2 separate regions of the Xenopus tropicalis genome follow, and region 2 is linked to region 1. Evidence: chromatin contacts called from public Hi-C data. All regions are on one chromosome and are shown on one strand. Each heading gives the region's core, a stretch centred on a gene start, on an enhancer-like site or on the middle of the called end of the contact. The rest is flanking DNA. Distances are from core to core; before and after follow the strand shown.

What was found. Hi-C and Micro-C count contacts between places; a contact is called where the count stands out from the background.
Region 2: a contact with region 1 is called in a Hi-C map of neurula embryo, with 2.0 times the contacts expected there. The contact joins the enhancer-like site here to the promoter of nrp2 in region 1. A contact is called at or near these places in 2 of 5 Hi-C or Micro-C datasets (gastrula embryo and neurula embryo).

What each region holds. Positions count from the first base shown.
Region 1 is chr9:50,932,797-50,935,687 of UCB_Xtro_10.0, reverse strand. It overlaps nrp2 (neuropilin 2), which reads left to right and starts at 1,291. Exons shown (of 15, transcript NM_001100235.1): 1 at 1,291-1,790. The coding sequence starts at 1,718.
Region 2 is chr9:51,110,914-51,113,630 of UCB_Xtro_10.0, reverse strand. The region is part of intron 19 of pard3b (partitioning defective 3 homolog B); the gene reads left to right. Among named protein-coding and RNA genes, the nearest start is that of nrp2, 180 kb to the right of the region's middle. Within about 2 kb of position 1,395, at least 3 of the 11 cell types and tissues checked have an H3K27ac peak or open chromatin away from gene starts, as enhancers often do. A contact at or near this core is called in gastrula embryo and neurula embryo, where this site is marked.

The sequences.
Region 1 (2,891 bases), core at 42-2,541:
GGTCTATTGTGTGCACTAAGCACTCATGTCTATTTTTGTGTCAGTATAGTTTGCAGTGGTAAAAAGGAACCAATTTTAGGTTATTTATTGGGTATTGGATTTCCAAATCTCTGTGTCAATATGACAAATCCTCTCCGAGAAGCGTGTTCCCTATCAGAATACAAAAAGGCACAAGAGATATTTCTTTCTTTGCAATTGCTCCCTTTTCAACTAAAGGCAATTACCTGCACTTTATTTCTATCTCATAACATGGATAAAAAAAAGTATCTATTGTATAAATTTAACACAGAAAGTATTTGGCTGTCTGTGGTTTTTCTACTACATGGCAATATTTTAGTTTCACATATACTTTCTATCTGATTTCCTGAAACAGACCAAGTATTAGAGTGTATGCTCTTGGGCAAACTCTACCAGAATGAATACCCTGCATTTAACATACTGTACAACAAATAAGCTTATATTTCCATATAGCCTGATTAGATGGGTGACAATATTAAAACTGCCCTGTTGTGGAATCTGCCAGTGAATGTAAATATTCCCAGTTGCTGGGGCTCCACTGCAATTCTAGGGTCACTTTTTGCAATAATGAACAGCAATGAGATCTGCTTCTCTGTCATGGTTGTTTAAGTACAATGGGGAAAACAGCAAATTGGATAAATAACATAGAGCAACACTGCCTAGCCCCCCATCCCAGTACTGGGCAGCTATACCTATTATACAACCTGTTGCTTTGTCTGCCGGCATCTTAGGGATTAGAGACTAAGGTGCAGCTTTACCCATACAGAAATGGCCTTGTGCTTGCTCTAAGATCCCTGACTGGCTGCAACCTCTTGGTTTTGATCTCTTCTCTCTTCTGATACAGTGCATTCTCTCTCTCTGTCTCGATATGATATTCTCTCTCTCCTGATATGATATTCTCTCTCTCTTGATACATGATACTCTTTCTCTCCTGATATTTGACATTTTCTCTCTCTCCTGATATATGGCATTTCTCTTTTTCTCTCCTGATGCATGGCATTCTCTCTGCCTTCAGATATATGGCATTCTCTCTGCCTTCAGATATATGGCATTCTCTCTGCCTTCAGATATATGGCATTCTCTCTCTCTGCTTTAATCAGTGACAGGGCTGAGGGGGCGTGGCCAGGCTGTGTGTGTGCGAGAGAAAGAGATTGTAGCTCTGCCCCCCTATGCTGACATCCACATGCTTGTCTCCCTGTATAAGGGAACTGAGTGGTTGGGAGGGAGGTAGATAGAAGGCAGGGGCTCAGGGCTTACACTCCCAAACCATCTTAAGACAGCAGACGCCTGTGCGCTCACTGAACCCTCTAGCCAGAGCCGTGCCAGGGAACTACAAGGATTGGCTCTGTCCTGCTGCCAAACTGCCTGTTGTAACTGCCTGTGTGTGCTGCAATATCCCCTCCTGTCTCCAGTGGAAATAGCGCTTTCTTGGACACCCCATCTACTTTCCACTCCTGAGCAGCGGACTAAGGACCCTCCCAGGGTTTTTCAGGGCTTTGGCTGTGCCTGCTGGGAACCTTTTATTAAACAAGTGGCACTAAGGGACCTGGGACTTCTCCGAATTGCGCTAGTGGTGGCCAAGGAGTCTTTAATCGCCTAGTCCTGAGCGCATCAGTCCAGATAAGAGATCCAGTTTGGTGAAAATCAATGACTTGCTAACAAGGGAACTCGTGGGATTTTTCTTATCCTTCTTGTCAATATGGATGTGTTTGCTTTGGTGCTTGGAGTTATTTCTCTGTGCTCGCTGGGAGCCAAAGTCTCAGGCCAAGAAGGTAAGCGGAAAAAAAAGTTACTGTGTTAGGTGGTAGTTCGTGTCTATACTATCTGCGTCTGGCCGCACTTAGACGCTCACTTCTATGTGAGCCTATTTCAGACAGTCGCAGCTCCTCTCTCTCTCCTCCATAACAAAACACATTTGCGTGTGTGCGACGAGCCCTTGCTGCTGCTGTTGGCTGGCACAGCCGCACATCTGGAATAAATCAAAGTTTAAAAATACTACAAAGCCTTTTGCGAGGGTCTTCTTCTCCTTCTCAACTCCCAGGAGTTGCCTCCAGTCCGGGTAGTAGCGCTTTAATCTTATAGCAACTCGATTTAAATTGCAATTAGATGCGTTACTAAGAAGAGATGTCGTATGCAGGATAGAAAAAGTGAATGCGAGCGATGCGGATCTCAGAGACAGGGCTGGAGATTATTTCAGTGTGTAGCTGTTGGCGATGATCGCAGTATGTAGCTGTTGGCGAGGATCGCAGTATGTAGCTGTTGGCGCTTTCACTCACGCCGGCTGTGCGCATATCCAAGCGATTGGTAGCGCGATTCTGTGCTGGGGTCGCTCATCATAACGGGCGCTCCCAAGCCTGTGGGAAGCGCTTATGTTCCCTGACGGTGAGTGCAGATTGCCAGTTGCCAGGGATAGAGAAGGGCAGACGGCACTGGAAAGGAAAGCGCTGCCCATATCTGTGGCACAGACACACGGCGCTATTTCATTTCTTCACGCCATGGGCAATGGGAATATAGCTGGAATGTCAAATTCCTTCTGCCATGTGGCACGGAGACATACTTGATATCTATGAAATTTACTAGCTAATTCTATTGTCACCATTTTGTTGCCATGTTATTTACACAATTACATTTCCTGAGAAATGATTACTACGAAGATGTAGGGCAAAAGTAACACAACAGGTTATACATGGAAACACTGTGATTTGGTGGGTTTTTTTCTTTTAATAATTCAGTAATTCACATCCATGCTGCCCAAACAAAATAGTAGCTAATACTGAAGGGGTACATTCATCATTTAGTGGCTCCCAACAATCGGGGGTGCATTTAAGTGCTGTGTAGGCAATTCACCACCTGCATTCTCATTATACTCACAC
Region 2 (2,717 bases), core at 146-2,645, 180 kb before region 1:
TTGTCCAGTTGAGTGGAGTCACTCATTTATATCAACAACTGTAGGAGTATTGGATATAGTGAAGGCCATACTTGTGAAACTGATTGGATAAAATGTTAAAACCATAATTAGTATACATAAATCATAAAGGACCTATATTAAGATTTGTGGTGCATAATATGTATGGTAATTCACTGGTTGACACTATTTCATTAAATGTGTACACAGGTATCAGACCCCTTATCTGGAAACCAATTATCCAAAAAGGTCTGAATTATAGAAAGGCCATCTCCCATAGACTCTACTTTAATCAAATAATTCACATTTTTAAAAATGAATTCCTTTTTCTCTGTAATAATAAAGCAGTACCTTGTACTTGATCCCAACTAAGATATAATTAATCCTTATTGGAGGCTAAACAATCCTATTGGGTTTAATTACTGTTTAAATAACGTTTTTAACAGACTTTAGGTAGGAGATCCGAATTACAGAAAACCCCAGGTCCCAAGCATTCTGGATAATGGCTCCCATAACTGTATATGGTAACTGCCAGAATCTTTAGCACATCTCATCACATTTATTGCATAAGAAAGGGAGTACAATGCACAGGGCACTAAGTGCTTAAATAAAGAAAGGTGAAGTCCAGGCAGCAAAATGCAATGGGCCATGTATTTATATATGCTTGATACTGTGTTCAGGATGTTTTTTCTCTTGGTTTAAAGACTGTTCTGTCAGTTAAATGATGTCTTGTTCTGTTTAGATAACCCCATTGTATCACTGTTCCTCTTGCATCAGCGCATCATGTAATTGAACTCACCATAAGCCCTATGGCTTTCACTTTGCAAGGATAAAGCTGTAAGCTGTAAGTCCAAAGAAAATGATTCATTCTTGACTAGGTCTTTTAGTGAACCAAAGAAGGCCCACATTGATTTTATTATGTATTTACCAAAATAAGTAAATATCTGTCTGTATCAATACAGCCATAAAAATGGCACTGTACTTATACTGTTACCTCTTTACCATTAACCTCTTCATTAATTTATTTTTAAGAAACCTAAAGACCTGTGGAGCCACACATCTTTACCTATTTCATGAGATTATTATATCCTTGTTTTATTATTCTGTTGGGCAATGCCTTAAAAGTGACAGTTCCATAAATGTGCAGGCTGATAAGCAGACAATGCATTACCCCTGCTGATTACATGTGGAAGGCTTGTTAAAGTGCACTGGAAATTGGATTATATAATTCCTGTGATTGGTTATTTCATAAACCCCGAAGAATAAAGCATTTGGACTAAGAGCGACAGCTGAGTAGTAGCCTTTGTGTTTGTTAAAAGAGAACATGTTAAGAAGATTTAGTGCCTTTTAGGCAGTCCCCTTTGCCAGTAGTGACCTCTAACTGGTAGGGGTTGTAATAGATAATAAAGCAGGCTCTCTGCTGTCAGGCTGCCTGCCTCTGGGAAGCTTTTTCATTGTCTGGTTTCATTAGTTACATTGTTCCTCGATTTCCTGTTTCTCGTAGAGAAAAACTCTCCTCCCTGAGCAGCAGATATCAGTGGAAAGGGCCATCTATCAGATAGAAATGTTACTTGTTCCATGGGCAGGGTAAAATTATAGCCAAGGGATCTGTCAGTATAGTTTTCCTTTGCTGGTTAGAGCAGCAGAACTAAGGAGCAGATCATTGTGTTGGGAACGATAATTGTATTAAAGAAGAGCATCTCGAGGATTTGAGTTATACAAGGCATTTACTGACAATATCTTCTCTAGCTTATAGGGGAAAAAAGTAATAAATCACAGTGTTTGAATGCTTTACTATTGATGCGTGAACTTGTGACATTTAAATTTCAGTGTAAAAAAATGTATAAAACTTTTGTAGAATACATTGGATTAAATGGGAAGGTGAAATGACATGGGGTTCATTACTCAGCAATACATATACATTGCCCTACCTTGTTAGGGAACCTTCTTTCCACTAATCTTCATAGAAAAAAAAGTCTGTTGCTATTTTCTTTGAAACAAGGTACCCAGACAGCGTTTTAGACTGACGTAGTGAAGGCTGGGAAGGTCTCCAGTCCCATTGGTTATTATGGAAGGTACATTTCTGGAGCAAAAAGGACACGTCTGCCCCCCCCCCATATCCCCAAAACAGACTACATGACAGATTTTAGTGCGGATGTGAATTTTGATGCAAAATGCACTCACTGTGCCGGGCAGCACTTTCAAAGGCTGATTTGCTCTGGTTGCACATACAGACTCAAAAGTGATAGGTACAGTGGCAATAGCATTAGCATCTGGGAGAATGTTAACACTTCCTTTTTAGTAGGTGAACACTTTAAACTCCTTAGGTATTGCTAAATTGGTCAGGATAAAATTGTTTTTTTCTGAAAAAAACCTCTCACCCATGTTGGCCCTTTGCTGGCATTTAATTTTATTTGACCCCAAATTCAATGGATAATGACAAGTTCCTATGCATTTATATATTTTTGGTAGGTCTATCTTTGTTTTAGCTGTAAAAACTTGATTTGTTCCTACAAAAACAGGAAGTATTTAAACTTGTTTGCACATACATTAAAGGGAAGGGGGTGGGAAGCAAGGCCCCTTATTAGAAGCTTATTAGAAGTACTAGGTGCTTACTAGGTCTTATGAAAATATCTGTAAATAGCCATAATAACTGCTTATACTAAGTCAAACAAATGCATAGTTTTTTTTAGTCCGTGACCTGTCCAAAATCTGTATAG